Regions from separate parts of the Triticum aestivum genome. Here region 2 is linked to region 1. Evidence: chromatin contacts called from public Hi-C data. All regions are on one chromosome and are shown on one strand. The core of a region is the stretch at or near the end of the contact, and the rest is flanking DNA. Distances in the headings are between cores, read along the strand shown.

What was found. Hi-C and Micro-C count contacts between places; a contact is called where the count stands out from the background.
Region 2: a contact with region 1 is called in a Hi-C map of leaf, with 2.2 times the contacts expected there. The contact joins the enhancer-like site here to the promoter of LOC123080593 in region 1. A contact is called at or near these places in 2 of 5 Hi-C or Micro-C datasets (both in leaf).

Annotation. Positions count from the first base shown.
Region 1 is chr3D:574,368,549-574,376,282 of IWGSC CS RefSeq v2.1, forward strand. LOC123080593 reads right to left here and starts at 4,965. Exons shown (of 5, transcript XM_044503529.1): 1 at 4,383-4,965; 2 at 3,420-3,529; 3 at 2,968-3,339; 4 at 1,645-2,335; 5 at 199-705. The coding sequence starts at 4,614. The coding sequence ends at 629.
Region 2 is chr3D:574,545,934-574,553,000 of IWGSC CS RefSeq v2.1, forward strand. No RefSeq gene overlaps it. Among protein-coding and RNA genes, the nearest start is that of LOC123080594, 6.0 kb to the right of the region's middle. Within about 2 kb of position 5,413, at least 2 of the 8 cell types and tissues checked have an H3K27ac peak or open chromatin away from gene starts, as enhancers often do. A contact at or near this core is called in leaf, where this site is marked.

The DNA of each region.
Region 1 (7,734 bases), core at 3,715-6,214:
TCATTTTCTTAGGCATGTGCATGCTAGTTAACCACTGAAATAAATTGGATTACCAAGTATAGGACTTGAACCCAGTTTCTGAACTCTTTCCCACGACAACTCCGTAGGCAACAACATCAGCATCAGCATCAACATGTACATAGAGAAAAGAGAAAATCAACAGAATTTCAGAGGCAACAACGCATAAGATCGAGCAGCTCAAAACTATAAGCAGAACCAAGCCACCGTATACCGGTGCCAAAAGCCATGCCATCTCATGTAAAAAGAAAGCTTTTACATTTTAACAATCCTCTTCTGAACAGCAGCAGTACATGGCAAACCTGGCCAAGCATATGCATGTGCTAGAGAAGGGCCTGCCACCGCTGTGGCTTTGACCACTACGAGCACAGCTGCCTGCCCATTCTTTGCCTTGCTTACTTGCCTTATACCCATCCATATTTACATCCCACTAACAAGTACGTATAACAAACGACAGCGTGCCTGAGGCAAGGGGGGTGCTGCCTTGTGCTTCACCACTCGCCCGGCCGGCTGTAGTAAACCGGAAAAGAAGAAAACCGAGAGGCGCCTTGTCCTCTATCTTGGAAAATCTCTATTTCGAATTGTCTGGTTAGCCGCGGGTTCTCTTCTGTCATAGTAGGCTCCAAAGCAGGGTATATATGAGGGGTACCAGGACCCACTGACAGGAGAGCCTCCGGCTAGCATTAGCTGCATAGTGTAGGTCAATGGGACAAGATAGTTAGTGAAAACGAGGACATGATTCTTCGGAGAAAAAAATGCTACATGAGGTAGGCATGCAAAAAACGAAAGACTGCTTGATCGACCGGAAAATATACTCTAGGCTAGGTGGGACAGTGGCATCTTAACGGAATTATCAATAGCTGGATACAAATACCGATCCATAGCTATCCAAGAAAAATACCCAGTAATAAACTACTCCACACTAGTGTAGTGTCAAAAAATATCTTACATTATGGGACGGAGGGAGTACTAAAGAAACGAACCATAAATGGCATAGTAGGTCAAACATATTTCAAAATGCACACGAGATATTACAGATGGAAAGCCAAAATCCAGAAATGAAATGTTCAATTTGACTGTTATCTTTGCTCTAGGTTATTTTGAAATAATTAAATTCATCTCAACAAACTGTGAGCTCATCTTGGAACTCAAATTACCTGGCAGCGGTATAAACGCACGGGGAATAAATCAACAGAAAGAAAGCCTTGGAAAAAAATTGATCCAACTTATCAGTTGGGCACTAAGATCAATACTGATAAGGTACCAACCAAATGAAGTGGATTTATTGTCTTACCCACAGGAGCAGATATATGACTAGAACAGGACTTGTTGTATTATTACCCACAGGAGCAGATATATGACTAGAACAGGACTTGTTGTATTATTACCCACAGGAGCAGATATATGACTAGAACAGGACTTGTTGTATTACCCACAGGAGCAGATATATGACTAGAACAACTAAAACTTGGATGAAGCGTCAAAATCCTCCTCTGAGTATGTATCAGTCAAATAGTTACCCCTTTGGACAATGTTTTACTTCCTTTGCATGTATTTTACAATGAGTCTTTTGGAAATAACAATCACTGACAATTATGGGAAAATAAAGAGGGGAAAAGAACTCACATGAATGCGGTGCAGGGGCCACAGACATTCCAGCAGAAGGACCGGTTCCTGTCCCATGCTCACTTGGAGGGTGTGCATGACTAAAAGAAACACTGGGCAAAGGCGGCTCTGGAAGAACTGGAGGGGACGGAACGGGAGGTCTACTGTGCATATTAGGATCACGTGGAGGATGACGAACAGAAGAAGGTGATAATGGATGAGGTGGTGAAGCGGCAGGATGAGTAAAACGGTGATCATTGGCTACAGGCTCAGCAGCTGGCGCCACAGGAACCCTGCTCTTTGCCCTGTTGCCATATGGACACCCAGATGGAGGTGGAGCAACATATCTGGGTGTATGTACAGGGAGAGGAGCAGGAGCCAAATGCCTGTTGCTTTCATGACCATGGTGATGGTGATGATGGCCGTGATGACCATGATGTTGCATTGGTGCTTGACTAGGTGCATCAGAACTGCCCCTGCTATGTAAAGAGCGATTAAGATAGGAGGAAAGGCTTATCTGCTTTACTTTGCCAAATACGGTGTGGTTCAGACCAAGGTTCCCTTTAGATGAATTAGTAATTGTTTGGGCCAACTGCTTCATCCTTGGTACAGATGGCTGGTGATTCCCAACAACACGAACAATGTAGGTCTCAACAATTGTTGGAGGAAGAATTGTTGATCCTTGCAAATTTCCCAATTTGAAATAAAGATTCTGCAATGCACAATATCACAATTCAATTAAGGAAGAAAAAGCAGGGCAATGTAAGCTACTACACACCAACTTTTTGCACAATAAAATTTCTGATATATATTGAAGTCTCAGGCTCCCAGCCCTATTCTTTTTTCATTGTGTCTAGTAGAGTGGGACACAAGAATGGGAGAAATGCATTCGAAGATTAGAGAATGAGATAGCTTTGTGTTAAGATGAGAAACATAGACTTGCTAGCATGTGTTTTTTAGAACACTATATGGTACCAAACTAAGCATAACAACCAGTTTCCAATCCACGTGATGCTTGCTAAATACATGGAATGATAATTATATCACACAATCCTATAAGTTCTACTGCATGAAGGATCTCTCATACTCATAGGGCTGCATTTGCACGCATGCCCTGCAAAGTAATATGTGCAAAAGACACCGATGTCTTACAGAAATCAAAAACAGAACAAGATATCACACAACTAAAAGTTTGGATGTGTGGACTGTATTACATACAGTTGTAAATGCAAGAACTACATAAAGAAACAAACAAATACCCAGATCCTTCAGACATATAAATAAATCGATGATTGTGATGGACAAAGAAGGAACAGGTCAACAGGACCAGAATGAATCACTAACCTCATTAGAATTGAGTAGTAGCCCTTTCTTCATTTGATCCTTTAATTCATCAGTTCTGTCTTGCACTTTGTAGATTGGGAAATTCAGAGTAAAATTAAAAGTTGCATGGAGTGTTTCAGGAGGAAAAGCATGTTGCGGAGGAATTATTGTTATTCCTCCAGGGAATTTAAGCACTTCAAAGGATGATGAATTCCCAAACATGGACTTGGTCAAGTGGAGTGTTGACTGCCGCACAACCAAGGACATGAAAGATGACCTAATAATGCTCAACCCCATTGATGATATAGTCGAATTCTTTGGATAAGGCACAATGCTGAAGATGACATTTGTCCAGTTCGATCCAGCTAATGGATGCAGTAAATCCACAGCCACCTGTGTTTGCATCAAGCATCAGTCAACACTTGTGGAAGAACGTATCAATAAAGTGAAATAAAAGATGTGGTGGGGCATACAATGGAGTTAGGGACGCCGACTTCCGCATAGATGTCCAATACGAGCTTGGACAGGTTTCCCCTGAGCTCGGAAACATTCTTCTGCAGCCTAAAACTTGCCACTATATCATCTGGAAAAAAAAAACAGTTTCATTAGATACATTCATACATCAATACATCTGGTACTCTTACCCAATAAAACAAAGAACAGTGATCACCGCATGTGCTTAAACTAAATTGGAACCGTGACCCTCCAATAGTGCCACCTAAAATTGGCAAGGATCCATTGGAGGTCAAAGTTCTTGCTTTAGCCCACTGGAGAGGATTCATATATCGTTTGGGAATAGATCGCACCTAAAATTCATGGACAGCAATATATTGTGTGGGAATATATCACGCCTAAAATTCATGAGCAGTAATCAACTACTGCTCAATCCTTCATCACAGCTGTTGCAACAACACGAAACAGGAAGTGACAGCAACTCCATCACTTTGGCAGCTCAAGTAGCTTTCACCACCGATAATTCTACAGCCAGATGAAAAATTAACTATGTGGACTAACAACGGTACAAAATCATGGCAAAATCAAAACCAAATACTACATGACTGGCATCGAACCGAATCGGTCAAAGCTTTTGGGGACGCCGGGACGGCAGGCATCCGTACTGACTGTAGCAAATTCACTGTGGACGTTTCTCAACCTACTCAATTCCCAAAAGCAGCGCGGATCAAGGAACCAGCCAGATGAGTCTAAAATTAGCAGGTGAGAATAACAAGTCATACTAGCAGACCACTCTCCCCGCAGCCGATGGATTCAAAAACTCCACCGACAGCCGCCGCGGTCCGGTCCGTACAGCCAGATCCAGAGGCGCGCGGGGCCGTACGGACGAAACGCAAGCCGGGCCGGCAGCCGGTAGCAGCGGAAACCGAGGCGAGATCTGGCAATGCCGGCCGATCCGGAGGGGAGATCCCGCACTGACTGACCTGTGACGGCGAAGGGATCCGACGCGCTTTCCGGCCCCCTCCCGCCGCGGCCCGCGAAGGGCGGCAGCCAGAAGAGCGCGGAGAGCAGCACGGCCGCGCCCAGCACGAGCGCCGCCACGCATTGCAGCCGCACCGCCCCTCCGCACCCGCATCGCCCGCTACCTTCGGCGCCGCCTCCGCCGGCGCCCCCGTCGGGCGGGCGCTGGCGCTGGTCCCCGGCCTCCTTCCCCATGCGCCCGGGCCGCGATCTCACGCATCCCCGCCGGCCGCCGCCGCCGCCGCCCTCGCCGAGGAGAGGAGGGACATTGCCTGCCTGCCGGGTACCTCAGTGGTTGGCTGCTGCTGCTAGGTGGTGGGGGTGGTGGTCCGGGTCCCCTGCTCCGCGGCCGCCGTCGGTGGCTTGCTTAAGGAGGGGGCGACGGGGAGGACGCGGTGCGGTGGGCGAGGAAGGTGGGAGAAAGTGAGAGGTAAACCGCAGCGAGGCGAGGTTAATCGGAGAGCACGAGCTGCTGGTGGGAGCGGCGGTTGGGAGGGGGGCGAGCGACTTTACTCGCGTCGCTGGTGGACGAGCGAACGGAACGCTACTGCTCTTCCAGCTGGTACAGTCGGAGTAGTACGCTGGGTTAGCTCAGTGGGGCGTGACTAGTGGGCGATCGGATCGGAATATGGGATTATGGTTTGCTTTGCGCCGGCGTAAGTGCGGGCTAATTTTGTGTTTTGCTCGCGCTTTTGGTGCTTTTCTTCAGTGGTGGGCTTTGTCGCCTAGGTTTTTTGGCTGGTTCCGTTTTTTGGACAAGTGTAAGCAGTGCAGCTTGTTCTAGCCGGCGAATAACGGCTTGATCACTCGCGCCATCTTGCCACCGTGCCAAAAATCCCAGTGCATCTCTCCCGCTACGGGATACTCTTCGGGCTTCGACCTCTTCTGGTGCCCGTTTCCTCCTAACGAATACGGGCCCTTTTCCTCTTGGTATGCCCCGTATGGTTTCTGGAGATCATGTGTTCCCATATGCCTCACATTCTTATTCCATAAGGGATTGATTGGCTAATCCACATTGTTTTGTTTTCAGTGCTCTCTGGCTCGGGGGCCTCGACTCCCGCCGTGTTTGTTTGGTTCTTTGTACTACCTATCTTGGTAACATGGTCAGAGGCTACAAGTAGACGCCCCGAAGGAGTGTGCCGTTTATAAGGACCGATCTTGTTTACACCAAGGAAGGTTGGTGAGTGCATTAGCTATCCATCCATTAATTCGGTGACAAAGTCTTGGAGCCTACTTCGCACTTGAGACATGATTTTCTTTCTACAAAGAGATTTGGCTACCACATGTGTGCTCTGCTCCATTGTCCGGGCTTTCCCTAGCCTTTACATTCAACATTAATTTGTCGAGCTGGTGGGAGAGGGTGCATTCATAGCTTGTACGAAGCGACAGAGACATGCTCAATGTTATAGCCACGTATACTGTCTGGAATTTGTGGAAGCGGCAAGGTGCTCAAATCTTCTGCGACAACACCTCCGGCCGTCGCAGATGAAGATGGCCTCTGAGATTCAAATGACATGACATGCCCGTTTGCATTGACAAAATAGCCTAATGTTGTCTTTCTTCTTTGTAGCCTTTGTTTTCTTTTTGGTCCTTGCTTGGTTGCAAATCTTATGCCCGCACCAATTAACTCCAATTTGGAATCAATATACTATCTAAGAAAATAGAAACTCATAGCATCACGGTGCTCCGGTTCAATGATTTTTACGTCCAAGGAAAAAACATGTGTTGTTGCATTTTCTCAACTTCACCATACTATTGTTATGTTTGTCATCTCCAAGCCAGACGTCTTCGAGAGCCCACACTTAAAAACTACATCATGTCAAGGCATGCGAGGACCTGAGGAATCAGCTGCAGGCACAGGTGGTGGAGCAGTTCAAGGCGCCAGGCTCGAGTAGCCTCATCTCGAAGGGCGAGCCTTCTTTGGCAATAGCCCAAGACAACGAGGAGGTCAACAACATTAGCGTTGGCAAGAAAGTGAAAATCACATTAGCGAGCGTCACAGGGAGGAGGTGGATCTCGTGTGGCCGATGGAGTTGCGGTCACTTGGAGGTGTGAGGGGTGGATGAGATGTTAGGTGGCGCGTGGTTGTCGACTTAACGTGCATGCCACTGTTCTTACATCCCATGGTAGCACCGTACTACTTGGACAAGTATGAGCAATGCGGTTCGTTCCAGCCGGTGAGTAACAATTTGATTACTCGCACGATCTCCCTACCGTGCGACGAATCGCGACGTAGCTCTCTCACCGCGGGCTACTCTCGGCGGTTCTGCTTTTTCTGGTCTCCGTTCCCTCCTAACGAATACGGACCTGATGGCTCTTGCTATGTCTCGTATGATTTCTGGAGATATGATACGTCTCCAACATATCTATATTTTTGATCGTTTCATGCTATTATATTATCTGTTTTGGATGGTTATAATAGGCATTTATATGCTATTTTATATTATTTTTTGGGACTAACCTATTAACCTAGACCCTAATGCTAGTTTCTATTTTTTTGCCTGTTTTAGAGTTTCGCAGAAAAGGAATATCAAACGGAGTCCAAACGAAATGAAACTTTCGCGATGATCTATCTTGGACCAGAAGCAAACCAGGAGACTTGGAGATGAAATCGGAGACGCCACGAGCCGGCCACGAGGGTGGAGGGCGCGCCAAGGGGGGTAGGGCGCGCCCCTGCCTCATGGGCCCCTCGTGGGTCTCCTGACCTAGTTCCTTCGCCTATATATGCTCTTATACCCTGAAAACATCCGGGGGAGCCACGAAACCACTTTTCCACCGCCGCAACCTTCTGTATCCGTGAGATCCCATCTAGGGACCTTTTCCGGCGTCATACCGGAGGGGGATTCGATCACGGAGGACTTCTACATTAACACCATTGCCTCTCCGATAAAGCGTGAGTAATTTACCACAGACCTATGGGTCCGTAGCTAGTAGCTAGATGGTTTCTTCTCTCTCTTTGATTCTCAATACCATGTTCTCCTCGATGTTCTTGGAGATCTATTCGATGTAATATTCTTTTGCTGTGTGTTTGCCGAGATCCGATGAATTGTGGATTTATGATCAGATTATCTATGAATATTATTTGAGTCTTCTCTGAATTCTTATATGCATGATTTAATATCTTTGCAAGTCTCTTCGAATTATCGGTTTAGTTTGGCCTACTATATTGGTTTTTCTTGCAATGGGAGAAGTGCTTAGCTTTGGGTTCAATCTTGCGGTGTCCTTTCCCAGTGACAGTAGGGGCAGCAAGGCACGTATTGTATTGTTGTCATCGAGGATAAAAAGATGGGGTTTTCATCATATTGCTTGAGTTAA
Region 2 (7,067 bases), core at 4,163-6,662, 180 kb after region 1:
CATGATTTTCTCGAAGTGACTGAGGCAAACGAGCAGAATGGTTTTATGTGTTGTCCATGCCCTATATGTGGGAATACGAAGTCTTACTCTGACTGGAAAATCCTTCACACCCACCTTCTTTACAAGGGTTTCATGCCACACTATAATGTTTGGACGAGGCACGGAGAAATAGGGGTTATGATGGAAGACGGCGAAGAAGAAGAGGACGATGACAACTATGTGCCCCCTGAATACGGTGATGCTGCAACGGTGGAAGCTGCTGAAGATCAAGAGGAACCAGACGATGTGCCCAATGATGCTGCAAGGGGGGAAGCTGCTGAAGATCAAGAGGAACCAGTGCCCGATGATGATGATCTCCGTCGGGTCATAGTCGATGCAAGGACGTAATGCGAAAGTCAAAAGGAGAAGCTGAAGTTCGATCGCATGTTAGAGGATCACAAAAAAGGGTTGTACCCTAATTGCGAAGATGGCAACACAAAGCTCGGTACCGTACTGGAATTGCTGCAGTGGAAGGCAAAGAATGTTGTGCCTGACAAAGGATTTGAGAAGCTATTGAAAATATTGAAGAAGAAGCTTCCAGAGGATAACGAATTGCCCGACAGTACATACGCAGCAAAGAAGGTCGTATGCCCTCTAGGATTGGAGGTGCAGAAGATACATGCATGCCCTAATGACTGCATCCTCTACCGCGGTGCGTACAAGGATCTGAACACATGCCCGGTATGCGGTGCATTGCGGTATAAGATCAGACGAGATGACCCTGGTGATGTTGACGGCGAGCCCCCCAGGAAGAGGGTTCCTGCGAAGGTGATGTGGTATGCTCCTATAATACCACGGTTGAAACGTCTGTTCAGAAACGAAGAGCATGCCAAGTTGATGCGATGGCACAGTGAGGACCGTAAGAAAGACGGGAAGTTGGGAGCACCCGCTGACGGGTCGCAGTGGAGAAAAATCGAGAGAAAGTACTGGGCTGAGTTTGCAGCTGACCCAAGGAACGTATGGTTTGGTTTAAGCGCGGATGGCATCAATCCTTTCGGGGAGCAGAGCAGCAATCACAGCACTTGGCCCGTGACTCTATGTATGTATAACCTTCCTCCTTGGATGTGCATGAAGCGGAAGTTCATTATGATGTCAGTTCTCATCCAAGGCCCTAAGCAACCCGGCAACGACATTGATGTGTGCCTAAGGCCATTAGTTGAAGAACTTTTACAGCTGTGGAATGGAAACGTTGTACGTACGTGGGATGAGCACAAACAGGAGGAATTTAACCTGCACGCGTTGCTGTTTGTAACCGTCAACGATTGGCCCGCTCTTAGTAACCTTTCAGGACAGACAAACAAGGGATACCACGCATGCATGCACTGTTCAGATGACACTGAAAGTATATACCTGGACAAAAGCAGGAAGAATGTGTACCTGGGCCATCGTCGATTTCTTCCGACCAACCATCAATGTCGAAAGAAAGGCAAGCATTTCAAAGGCGAGGCAGATCACCGGAAGAAGCCCGCCATGCGTACCGGTGATCACGTACTTGCTATGGTCAATGATTTACACGTAATCTTTGGAAAGGGTCCCGGCGGACTAGCTGTTCCGAATGACGCTGAGGGACACGCACCCATGTGGAAGAAGAAATCTATATTTTGGGACCTACCCTACTGGAAAGTGCTAGAGGTCCGCTCTTCAATCGACGTGATGCACGTGACGAAGAACCTTTGCGTGAACCTGCTAGGCTTCTTGGGCGTGTATGGGAAGATAAAAGATACACCTGAGGCACGGGAGGACCTGCAACGTTTGCACGAAAAAGACGGCATGCCTCCGAAGCAGCATGAAGGTCCTGCCAGCTACGCTCTTACGAAAGAAGAGAAAGAAATCTTCTTTGAATGCCTGCTCAGTATGAAGGTCCCGACTGGCTTCTCGTTGAATATAAAGGGAATAATAAATATGCCAGAGAAAAAGTTGCAGAACCTAAAGTCTCATGACTGCCACGTGATTATGACGCAACTGCTTCCGGTTGCATTGAGGGGGCTTCTACCGGAAAACGTCCGATTAGCCATTGTGAAGCTATGTGCATTCCTCAATGCAATCTTTCAGAAGGTGATCGATCCAGAAATCATACCAAGGCTAAGGAGTGATGTGGCACAATAAACTAGAAACGAGTTGATAATAGATTGGGATAAATTTTGACACTTCTTTGCTTAGCCCTTCCCCTTGTCGTCTTTGTAGCGGTGGTAGTATGCATCGGCATCCGGAGGGCCGTCGTAGTCGCTGGAGCTGATGAGGAAGTCAATTGACTAATTGAGGATTGAGGAGGGGAGCCCGACCAGGCGTTAGGCGATGGGGTCATGTTCCTTAGGAAGGTGTCTCGCAATAGCCAACGCTTTCTCCTTCGCTAGTTTCTGAAACTCCTCGAGTCCAAGCCGCAATGCTTCACATGTCGCCCTCTTTCTTGGGACTATTCTTGAAGGGTTTTCATCTTCTCATGTTCACTCCTTCGTGTTCACGTTTGTGTTCCCCTGCCATCTCTCTTTGCAAATGCCTGGTTTTTTCAGTTTTCCTATGCCCCATATGATTTTGGGAGATGATGTGTTTCCATATGCCCCCCATTCTTATTTCATAATGGATTGCATCCATCCACCCTCACTATTTATCTGAAGTTCCTCTGTCTCGGGAGCCTCGACCCCCATCATGTTTGTTTAGCTGAGGAGTGTGTGTTTTATAAGGGTCGGCCATGCTTACACTAAGGAAAGTTGGTGAGAGAATTAGCTATCCATCCCTTAATATTTGTGACCAAGGCTTGGCTACACATGTGTGCTCTGCTCCATTGTCCAGGATCAGCATAGCATTTAAACTCAACACACATTTGTCCAGATGGTGGGAAGGGTGCATTCGGATCCTATACAAAAAGGTAGAGATGTACCCAATGTAGTAGTCTCATACACCATCTACAATTTGTGGAAGTTGAAAATGCTTGAATCTTCGCCTCCCGGCCCTCGTAGTTCCACGTTGCCTTCAAGATGAAAATCGACGGATCATGCATGTTTGCGTTAACAGGATAGCCCACTGTTGTCCTGCTTGTTTGTAGCCTTTTTTTTCTTTTTGCTCCCTGCTAGGTTGCAAATCTTACCCCACATCATCTAAATCCAATTTGAAATAAATAGACCATCAAATAGAAAATCTCAACATCATGGTGCATGAATTCATTGGCTTTCGCATCCAAGGTAAACACATATGTTGTTTCATTTTCTCAACTTCGCCACACCATTGCAGGCTTATGTTCGCCATCTCCAAACCATATGTCTGCAAGAGCCGATACTCACAGATCAACACCACGTTCGAGGATGCGAAGAAGGAGACCGTAGCAATCAGCTGCGGACATAGGCGGTAGAGCAGTTCAAGGTGTTGGGCCCGAGTAGCATCGTCTCGGAGGGTGATCCTTCTGTAGTAGCCTGGGCCAACGAGGAGGTCTATACATAAGCGTTAACAAGAACTACATCGAGATCGTGATGACGCAAGCCTTCGTGTATCCAGGGCGTGCAAGGGCTCAAGGCTGAGGATGGTGACGTTGTTAGCGCTATCATGGAGTTAACTAACTAGGTGTTGCTAGGTGGAATTGTGTCCTGATTATAGGGTGTTGGGTTGCAAATCAATCCATTTGTCATGTTATCTTGAATGTTGCAATTTCATGGTTGTAGGTTGTATGTCTCGGACTAGTATTGGCATGTAGGTTTCCTAGGCATTTTAACATCTGAGGATCAGCAAGCTGCATGCTCTTATGTGAAAAAAACCGAATCAATCATGCCAATTTTGTTCTCAAATGCACGTCATCATGTTTGAAATACATATGTCATCCTTGCCAACCTTTTAATGTTATTCACAACTACAACAATTGTGAGAGGATTTTCAAGTTTGTCTATCACATGGATCAAAACAAGTAAATGATGAAGAACATGCGTGGGAGCTTAGAGGATTTATTGGGACTCCCCTCCCCACCGCTAACCGTCGGATCAACGGATAGAGAGGAGGCGAGTCCATGAGCTCGTCGGCGGAGCCTAGAGGGGATGAAGCTTGGCCCTAGCCGCTCCCGTATGGGAGGGATGAATAGTTGGTTCATAAAAGTTGTTGTATAATACCGTATGAGATGATAGCGGATTAAGTAGACATGTAAAGAGAGGATATACAATGAACCTAGTTGAGATGAAGAAGCAAATTGAAGTAGACGGTGACATTGCAACTAGGTGCAGCGCCGAACTATGTTTTGCAAATGGCATGCATGATTACAGTTTGAAAGAATAAAGAAATCTCCATTGACATTTCTGATTTGTCTTTAGTATATGCATTACCATGAAATAGCCAGTTGTATTTCGGTATCCAAAATGAATAGTCTAAGATCAACGGCCATGATAGAAACCAACTCCTTCTCATACTGATCGTTAATTGAACCATGTAAAGTTGTAGAGAACTTTACTATTGTGATGGGAACTTTAAAAAGATGTATTGTATCTAACATTTTATATCCTTGAGTCGACCCCCCACATGCTAGCGCAACCAACACGTTCTTTAAGCCAAACCGAGCCAGTGGCCTCGTGTGCTTCACAGTGCTTCTACTGATGACCAACCGACTCGCTGATTACATGTAACATGTCACAACCAAGAAAATCAAAAATAAAGAGAACATCGATGAACTAGCAAAAGAAGAAAACGAAGGTATGACTGCTCTCAAACTTTAGCAGGAAATAAGAGGACATGCATTTAACACATGGCTGGCCACTTAACATATTGAGGCCTAAATGTTTTCGCGCTTAGTTAAGTTTTTCACGTTTGCTAGTACAAGATAAAATGAAGAAAAATTGTACACGACTGATTTGATAGTAAATTATCCTGTTTTCTTTAAATACAAATCAAGATTATGTTGTAAACTGTCCATATTCAGCTCATTTCATTTAGTTTCAAGTCGATCACGAGTCAGACGAAAAAACAAATCAATCTGTAACGACTCCCGAGCCTCGAGTTTCACTTGGTTTTGGAAAAGCATAGCCGTGCCTATCCATCATCCACGCAACACAAGCAAAGAATGTTGGATGGCACCGATGCGGTGGCGCAGCCGATCCTGTGAGAGGCTCCACGCAGCTGGCTGGACGGGTGAGCGACCGCCGGACTCGGAGACGGAGAGGCCCGTGAGCGTCCGGTCACTCTCCCACGCCCCGGCGCCAGGTCCCGTGCACCGCGGGAAGAGTGAGCTGATGAATCGCTCGTGGACCCGGTGCACGAGCCTCCTGTACCGAGCCCTCGCTCAGCGGGCGCGCCCGACGGCGACCGGCGGCGCGGACGGAATAACAGCGCCATGAAGGAGCCCACTGCCTCGTCGCCACGGCGCCGCTGCCTCGTGGGGCGCGGCTCGCCGTGGCCCACCTGTCAGCGGGTGGGTCGGGGAGAAGTGCTGCACGGGACGGGAGGTCGGGTCGCTGGCGGTCGCTGGATCGGGGTTGGAAGCTCGCTGTCGGGGATTGACGAGGGGAGACGCCATCCATCGCCACGCTCGCGTCCGCCGTCGCCGTCGGTTGAACCATGCAGTAGGCGGGCGCGACCCACCAGCCGCCGACCTGACCGCTCTGCTCCGGCACTCTAGAAGATCGGGACGCACGAGCGTGGTGATGTTGCGCCGTACTGTGCCTCATTTGGAGTAGCCTGGTGATGTTGTAACGTCTCTCGTTAATTTTGTTGTTAGGGTGTAGTAAGATTAAGTTGGGATTAGTTAATGCGGTAACGATGAGCGCCGTGCGTGCGATGGGTATCGTATGCTCCGTACTCCGGCACCAATAATGATTTTTGGTTGGGCTCGCTCGATCATAGTCGTTTCATTTATGGCGCTGTCGGCGAGATTGTATTGGTACTACAGTTGATTAGTCAACACTTCTCTTGTCCACTGCGTTCACACAAGTGGCAGCACCTCACCGCCCCATCCAGGCACGACTGCGCTCAGGTCCAGACATGAATGAAGGTCCTCCTGGATGCATGCAATCCACAATGAGGCTGGTCATAGTGGAGAATATCATATACTAGTATCATGCATATGATACTAGTGTATGATACTACATCTATAGTTCTTCCTTTTCTACCCTTTGTCCTTCTTCCTTCCTCCTCCTTCCACGCGGCCAACGACGAATTCTCGCCACTAGACGATATCCATGAGCCAGCTAGGACCTAGGATAGATGCGCTTCAGCACCTGATCGCCAAAAGTAATGACGAAAGGGGCGTGGGATGCTTTGAAGCTCATGTTCGAGAGGCACACCCACGTCAAGCAAGTGAATCTCCAAACTTCCCTAAGAAACTATGAGACCTTGGTCATGGACGACGATAAGTCCGTGGACGAGTTCGCTTCACTGGTAGCAACTCCCGTCACGTGTTGATCTCCATTTTCTCATACACGTAGTATATTTTTCGTATACGTCTAAAGCATTTTTTATAAATTTTTAACATTTTTTCATTAAAAAAATATGTTTTGAACATTTTTTTCAAATACCTGTTATTGTTCTAATAAAGGTTTGAACATTTTTTATTGATAAAACCATTTTTCTGAACTATGCAAACTTCTCTTTTTACATTGTACACACATTTTTTTGAAAAATTTCCTGAACACATTTTTGAAACTTGCAAAACGTTACATCTTCAAAAATGTTAACAAGTTTCCGTTTAGTGGGAAAAAAGAAACTTGTGAACATCTTTGTAAATATAAAGGAAAGAAACTTCTGATCATTTTCGTAAATCTAACCTACATGTTTTAGTGTATGAAACATTGCTTTAATTACATGAACTTATATTTTACAATGTATAAACATTTTCGTACACATGATGAATTTTTTTCACACACATGATTAACATTTTCTACATTTTTTGATTCACAGTTGTACATCTTTCTTATACATCAAAAACATTTTTATATGCACGTTTAACATTTTCTAAATACAAGATCAATATTTCTTATAATTTATGTAAAACATTTTTTCCATATATACATTTAGAATAATTGGAAGTTTAAATAAATTAAAAAAAGTAAAATAAAATTATG